Regions from separate parts of the Sus scrofa genome. Here region 1 is linked to region 2. Evidence: chromatin contacts called from public HiChIP or PLAC-seq data. All regions are on one chromosome and are shown on one strand. Each heading gives the region's core, a stretch centred on a gene start, on an enhancer-like site or on the middle of the called end of the contact. The rest is flanking DNA. Distances are from core to core; before and after follow the strand shown.

Region 1 (3,957 bases), core at 98-2,597, 150 kb before region 2:
GAACACAAGATAGGGCAAGATGGGTTTTGGAGAGACCAGGCACTGTCTTTCCTAGATATTCGTCTCCAGCCAACCCCATGGGCTGGCGTGTGAGACCTGAAGAGGGGCAGCCCTGAGGAGGGAACAGCCCTGAGGAGGGAACAGCCCTGAGGAGGGACTTCCTGAGGAGGAGGCATCCCTGAGGAGGGGCACTGTGCAGAAGTGGGAAGAACTGCTCTCAGCAGGGCTCTGTGTGATGCCTGGGGACAGATGATGCTGACCTCGTGAATAGTGTGGAGAAGGGGCTAAGCTTCCACAGGGACTAGATCCAGGGGCAGGGAGGACTCTAGGGAACTCAGGCCATTTGGCACTTGGCGTGTTGGGGGTTGGAGAGTCCTGGAGCCAGCACCCTGAGTCAGATGCTGGAGTCTTCACGGAGGTCACCTCAGGCATCCTCTAGCAGCAGTGGGCAGCCTGAGAAGAGGAGGAAGACACAGCAGGTGTGGCTGACAGGACCCCTGTGAGAACAGGGGCTCCTGGACATAATGCAATGAGACTTTTCAGGGGCTGAGATGGTACATGAGAAAGGAAATCAGGCCAAAGCCAGTGGACTTTGAATTGCCTTGGTCAATGGAGACATCTTGTCTGGCGAGGACTAAAAAACTCATGTTATGGAACAAACATCTTGGCACTGAGGAACTCCTTAAATTGACAAGTGTTTGTTGAATATCTGCACAGCGTGAACAGGGCAGGCAGTCTCTGTCTTTGTGGAAATTACAGTGAAGGGAAAGGCTTCTTTATTCGGAAGGTGCCATGGGAGCAAGAGAAGAGGGAGAGAAGAATTCCAGCTGTGGACTTGGCCTTGAAAGGCTTTGAAGGTTGAGTAGAAGCTGTACTTGTGGAGATGGAGGAGGGCAACAGAGGAAAGGTGAGGAGCGAAAGGTTGTGAGTTTGGGAGATAATTTTCATGTGGAGTCTGTGCATGTGTGTGTGTGCTCATTGTGAGTGTGTGTGGGGATTTGGAATGATGAGAGAGAAAGCTGGAAAGGCTGCCTGAGTGGGCTTTAGTTTCCACACTATGGAGATTTAGGATTTTCTTCAGTAGTTTATGGGCAGCTATTGGGAGATGTTGAGCAAGAAAAGTTATTTGATCAATCCTTTTCTGTCCCTGGCTGAGGTCACTCAGTAGCACTGGTGTTAGGCAGGGCTTCAGGCCGTGATTGCTTCAATATGTTCTTTTCCTGGCTTTCTCACAAGGGAGCAGTCGTCATTTTATTTTTACCGACATCTCTGTTTTGGGTGTGCATCAGATTAGCAGCTCTTTGCCTTCAGTTGGAAGAGAGCTTCTGTTCAAAGTACTTGTGGGTGGAGTCTTTCCGCCACTGTCTAAGCCCTCCTGCCCCTCCTGGGTGTTGACCTTGGCTGTAGAGGGTGTGTTCCTTGATTTAATGCTGTTTGCTTCCCCTACTTTCTCAGCTCCTTCCCGGTGCTCTTTGAATGACCCAGGTTCCCTCAGGGAGGCTGAGCAAGGAAGGGGAAGCCTCTGGCTTGAGTGTTGGCTAGGGGCAGCAACTACTAAAATGGACAGTCAGTCATCTTGGGAATGTAGATCTTTGCTTCAGTCAGATTTACTTCCATTTTATTATAAATACAAGCAGCTTCATAAATTTATACTGGTTTCCAGGAACAGATCCTGGTTCCAGGAACATTTCTCGGTATGGAAGTCAGGATTGTCAACAAAGATGGGGACGCATTTTTAAAGATAAGACTTATTTACCAGGATATGGTCTACAAAGAAGCAAATGTGGTGGCTTAAAACTTCTCTTCTGTATCCAAATGAAGGGTTTGGTGCAGATTTATCTTCCAGTGACAGTGATGTTTTAAAATATCCTTATGGTGGCGTTCCCTTCATAGCTCAGCAGTTAACAAACCCGACTAGGATCCATGAGGATGTGGGTTCAATCCCTGGCCTTGTTCAGTGGGTTAAGGCTCTGGCGTTGCCATGAGCTGTGGTGCAGGTTGCAGATGCAGCTCAGATCTGGTGTTGCTGTAGTTGTGGTGTAGGCCAGCAGCTGGAGCTCCGATTGGACCCCTAGCCTGGGAGCTTCCATATGCCACAGGTGTGGCCCTAAAAAACAATCAAATAAAATAAGATAAAATAAAATTAAAATATCCTTACAGTGAACATCCCTGACACTATATTCATGAGAGAAAGGCTGTGGCACAATTATCTATTGGACAGATAATTTCTCTCTGGTCATGGTTGCTGACTACATCTTCCATTCCAGCTGGTAGTCTCTTAGTAGCTTCTTCTCATCATATAAGGGCCAGCAAAAATAGTATAGACAGATAGCAAAAATCTATACCTATTACTGGAAAAAGAACCCAGAGAATATGGTCTGCAAGTAATCGCTGTGTTGTAATTTAGCATTTGGGGACTTCCTATGTGCACGAACTGTCCTGGGTACTTATCTTAAATCTCACAATAGCATTGTCTCTATTTTACAGATGAGGAAACTGAGGCTCATCTGTTATGTGACTTCCCCAAGTCATTCAGCTTATATAGTGGTGAGTCAGGATTCTAACCTAGGTTTTCTTACGCTAAATCTCATGTTCTTTCCACTCCTCCATCGGGAAACCGTAACGACATACCTATACCCTAGATGCCTGGAGGCAGAGTTAGACGTTGGACTGTTCAGCAACATCTTGGGGTCTCCTCTGGCCACCAGGTATATTTGGGTATGACCTTAAGCCTCTTCTTGCTTTGAAGCAGAGTTACATCTCTCCCATTTGGTTGACATCTGCTCACTGCCAAACGGACCCCTGGAGACCTCTCCTGCTGTATCTTCCAGCCCCTGCTCCCTGCCGAATTGGGGAAGTGACAGATCAAGTGGCAGATGGAAGATCAGATCTCAGACATTGCAGGCTTCATTCAGATCTACTGCAGCTCTGGAGGAGCTGAGGGGGCACTGGCTGGTGTGTGCACAAATGTATTCTGTTGACCTGCTGCCTTGAGCTGGGACTCTACTGGGAATTTCTTTTATGGAAAAGAAAAAAATATGTTTGTTTTTTTTCCCCATTGAGCATGTGGGGGAAAGAGAATCAGAAAATTATTTGCTATTTAAATAACTAAAACATTTATTGAGTTATTTCTGGGGAAGGCAGAATTGGTGTCATTTGAAAGGTGCTAGGAAAGTGCTCCCTGTTCAGAACCTCTTTGACCTTGGCAGTGACATGGTACCCAGAATGGTTCATTCATTCTTTTGGGCTAATACCACTCAGCTAATCCTTTTATAAGTATGAAAATAATGCACCCTGGTGTTAATTTAAGATTCCTCGGCTCCGGAAGAAGTAGAGGAACAAGAAGGCTGTATGTGTGTGTGGAGTGGGGTGGGTGGTGTCTAGAGTGGATGGAATGACTCAGACATGGTGGGAGATATTCTGGGATGGCTTCTTAGAGGAGAAAATGCTTAACAGGATGTGGTGGCAAGGAGGATTGTTCTTTCAGGAGCTGTGGATTAGGGCATTCACTGAGTTACTGAACATCAGTTTTTAGTTTCTCAGATAATGGAATTAGCCCTAGTAATACAAGGTACAAAGCCATTAAATAACTTATAAGCTTTTATAATTACTTTTCAGAAGTCCTTTTTGCTTCAGCATAGTAAATCTTTTTCACAGCGCCAAGGATTTAAAAATTTTAGAAATGACATTTAATTAAGGCAGAAGGTAAAATCCTCTTGGTTTTCAAGCTGCCTTGGGAACCTCTCATTCTCCCTACTCCCCCAAAGCTCCCCCTTCTCTCTTGTACCATCCAGGAAGCTTCCAGAGGCTGAGGGCAGGAGGGAGACAGGCAGGGGCAGAGGATGTGCCTTCCTGGAGGATGACTACCACCCTTTGTGAGGCCAGGAAGAGACACTTTCATCTGCATCGGGAGTCAGATTGGGGGAGAATGAGTGGTGTACTCTCAGCTGGGGGTCA
Region 2 (3,906 bases), core at 253-2,752:
GTTGGCAATTATGTGGGTTCATGGGGACCCCCCAAGTTCACAAGATTGTGTGGTGCCCCTGGGTCAGGCATAGGACAAGAGCCCCGAGGTCAAACTGGGGTCACATCTGATGGGTCAGGGTTGGAGGTGCCACTGCAGGCAAAGGTCTCTGGAATACCAGTGTCTGTCTTTTGAAGCCACAGAGGAAAGTGATTCTCCCCAGGGGGATGTGATTGTGCCTTCCCATGAACCTTCTACATCTGAGACACTTGTCCCCTCCTGCCGTGCATTATAGCAAAGAACAGATCTGTCTTATTCTCCTACCACCTCGCAGCCAGAAGCACTTCCTACAGTCCATCCAATTTTGATAATCTTGGAGGTCTGTGCAAACAAAATAATGTTACGTTCATGTTAATCACCCTGAGAAAATGCGTATGGGGCCCATGTAGGCAGCAGGGTGATGCCCTGAGGGTTATGTGTTTATTGTTTCTGCTGTTTGTATGTCCTACTAACTGTACTAGCAATTCAGGACCTCTGCAGGATGCCCTGTCACTGGCAAATTATGCATTGCTGTTTCTTGCCCTCTTCCTCTGAGGTATAGCAGTTCTGATCACTCCCCAGGACCCAAAGCAGGGCTGAAAGTCTCATTCTGCTGGGGTTGACAAGAATCTCTGGGGCCAGTGTGGACCTAATGCACGCCCCCTCCTCCCTCCCCCACACTTGGCCCATTGATGCTTCTCTTTGCCACCTCTCCAACCCCCATCCCCCTCCAGCCAGCAGTGTCATTTGTCAAGCTGAAGTGACATTATAGTCATTATAATACCAAATAGCTTTTTTTTGAATGTCGGCTTTTGAAGTCTTCTCACACCCCTGACCTTAGAGATTTTCTGATCTAGCCCTTCCTTTTACATAGGAAACTTTGATCCACAGCAAAGACCCAACCAGAGCCACCCAGTTGGTGGTTCCTCATTTGGTCTCCCATCTACTTTGTGTGACAGGCCCAGGGGGTGGATGTGAGTATCATTTTACAGGGGAAAGGGGAGACTTGGGAAGGCTGGGATACAGCCAGGTGGATGACAGGAAGGTGGGCCCTCTGCTTTGAGGCTGGGGCTCCTCCCCCTCCCCCAACACACATACACACATAGAGACAGAAATACACACAAACCTTACCTTTGCCCTGCAGGAGAAAGGCACATATGCTAGCCACCTAGGAGGTGGCTAGAGGGGCTGGGTTGGAGTAGAGGTTCAAGGCCACCTGACCTGTGTCCTTACCTGCTCTGGTCGGAGGGCAAACACAGATTGGACCTCTAGGGGGTGTGCTGACATATCTCTGTGATTCAATTGCCTGAGCCCTTGGTGTTGGGAGGGACTTCGGGACAAGGTCTTTGCTGAGTGGTTTGTGATTTCCTGATTTTTTTTTTTTTTTTAAGAAAGTCTCCCGGGACCCCTCGTTCCTGCCCTCCCTCCTCCTAAGGGGCCCTTAACCATGGCCCTGCCATCCGCTACTGACTGGATTCAGGGCGAGGAAGTGTGTCCATGTCCCACCCAATACAGGACACAGTGTCCTATATTATTTCCAGCCTGCTGGTCCTGGGAATCTCTACTTATTTTTTCTCATTTCCTCCCCTTGAACATTAGAAACATTAGATTCCAAAAATAATCCAAGTCACAATGTTCTGCGGGCTGCATGTGTGAGTGTTTTCTCCCGAAGCTGTTTTTCCCTTCCGTACATCCTTTCTCCCCTCCTCCTTCCCTCTGCCGCATGTTCAGTCAGCCCCAGTGTCCGCTGAGGTCGCAGGCCTGCATGGGAACTGTGGGTGTGGAGGGCAGAGCAGAGGAAGGCATGGCAGGAACGCTGGGCACGGGAGCCTTGGCTTCCTCCCAGGTCTCTTATGAGGAGCAGGAAGGGGCTGGACTTGAATTATTACATGTGAATAGCCTGCCTAGGGGGCCTCTACTTATGTATGGACCCCACAGTGACCCTTTGGAACTGAGAACATGGACATTGTGTTAATAGTACTTTGAAGCATCCAGATGGTCACCCTGATTCTGTCCGTAGCAATTTAGGTGAGCTAGGAAAGAAAGATCTTATCAGAGAAAGACGTTGTATGAGGCACAGGGAAGTAACTGAGAAACATTCATTGATTCATTCATTCCTTTGTTCACAGATAATGAGCATCGTCCATATGTCAGGTCCTCTGCTAGATGCTGAGGACCTGTCCCCACCCCAGGCACTGGATAGGGCAATAATGTGGGCAAGTGTAAGGAGAATCAGTTTCAGCATTGCTGTGAGTCCCAATCCTTGTAAGGAACCACTCCAGTGGTTCAAACCTGCTGGAATGTCAAGGTTTTATTGCTTGCTGGGCAGAGGTTAGGGTTGGGGGTCTGCTGTATGGGGGGAAGAAAGTGTGGAGGTGGGCCAAGAAAAAAGAAAACATATCCACTCTGTCCCAGGAGGGGAAGTGGAAGAAATGTCTTAAGTAGGCTTTTTGAAGAATGAAAGATATTGAGGTACAATTTATTAAGTGAAAAAACAAGCTGCATTTCTGTTTGAGGTAGGGATTTTTAAGATTTCTTTCCAGGCATTTTACTCTGAAGAATCCACTTTCCTTCCTTCCCTTCACCCTCTATCCTCCCCCCTGCGCCCCCTCCACATCCTCTTCTGTCCCCCCTCCCGTTGGCGACCCTCTTCTCCATGCCCTTGCACCTCCTCTGGCCTGTGTTACGCAGCCTTCTAGGGTACAGCCCTTCTCTCGGAACTGGTTGTTTCATTTCCCTCCTGTGGTCCTGCTTCCTCCCTTGGGTGGTGCCCTGTGGCTCATGCCTCCCATGGAGAGCAGAGAGAGCGCAGGCCAGAAGACCCAGCCAAGTCTAGAAAGAGCACTGACTTTGCAGTCACAGAGACTTGGGTTTGAATCCCAGCTGAGCCACTCGCTAGCTAATGGACCATCTGTAGCCAGTTCACCCTCTCCGAGCAGTTTCTTTATCTGTGAAATGTAGATTTTAATACACATGTTATGATTATGGTATGGATTAAAGAAAATGTATGTGAAGCATCTAGTATGTTGGGAGCCCAATAGGTGCTCAGCAGATGGAGGGTTAGCAGCGATGGGTGGGAGCTGGGATCGGGAGTAGCAGAGAGGCCTCGGGAGGAAGGGCAGAAAGTACACAGTCATCCCCAACAGGGTGCTGGGGCATGTGGCGGGCAGCAGGTGGGAGCAGAGCGAGGAGGTGAGGTAGGGGCCTGGTACCTGGAGAAACTAGTAGGAAAGAGAAATTGGAAGCATGTGCCCAGGTTGACAAGGTCTTAGAACACTGCTGCTAAAGACAAACCAATTAAACAAGTGCCAGATACTGTTCTGGGAACAGGCAGTTGCAAGATGAACTGGAGTCAGGCCTTTGCATGTTGGAGAAGGGGCACTGGCACTGGCACACAGAGAGCTGCTGCTGCCTGGGGAAAGTTGATCCAAGTACCAGTTACTATTGTGGGGAACAGATGGGGAAAACATTGAGCCCAGGTTGGGGTGCAGGGCAGGGAAGAGCTCGAGCAAAGGCACGGCAGCCTCAGAGGTACAGGGTGGGTTCTGGGACCATCCACTGTCCACTGTAGCTAGAGCTCAGGCTGCTTGGGGAGGAGTGTAGGAGGGTGATGTCCACGCCATGCTAATTACCAGAAGTTAAACAGGGTCAGAAATCTAGTCATGCTGCTTCCTGGTAACCAGGGACCTTGAGGGAAGCTGGATTCTTGCCCTTCTTGGTACAGAGAAAACAGAGTATTGGTTCCCTCTATGCAAATCAGATGGACTGGCCAGTCTTTCCTCAGTGTGGCATTCATCCTGTCCTAAAAGATTTCCCTGAGACACCCCTCATCCTGAGGTGTCACAAGGAGGTGCAAACCAGAGGGGCCTAGAATGGAGGGTGAGACTG

The links. HiChIP or PLAC-seq counts read pairs in DNA pulled down with a chosen protein or histone mark.
Region 1: an H3K27ac HiChIP or PLAC-seq map of skeletal muscle shows a contact between it and region 2. The contact joins two enhancer-like sites. A contact is called at or near these places in 2 of 47 Hi-C or Micro-C datasets (fibroblasts and heart right ventricle) and 1 of 2 datasets of contacts at active chromatin or transcription factors (skeletal muscle).

The regions. Positions count from the first base shown.
Region 1 is chr13:136,253,476-136,257,432 of Sscrofa11.1, reverse strand. All of the region lies in intron 1 of KALRN (kalirin), which reads left to right. Among named protein-coding and RNA genes, the nearest start is that of KALRN, 22 kb to the left of the region's middle. Within about 2 kb of position 1,347, at least 10 of the 83 cell types and tissues checked have an H3K27ac peak or open chromatin away from gene starts, as enhancers often do.
Region 2 is chr13:136,101,342-136,105,247 of Sscrofa11.1, reverse strand. All of the region lies in intron 5 of KALRN (kalirin), which reads left to right. Among named protein-coding and RNA genes, the nearest start is that of KALRN, 170 kb to the left of the region's middle. Within about 2 kb of position 1,502, at least 19 of the 83 cell types and tissues checked have an H3K27ac peak or open chromatin away from gene starts, as enhancers often do.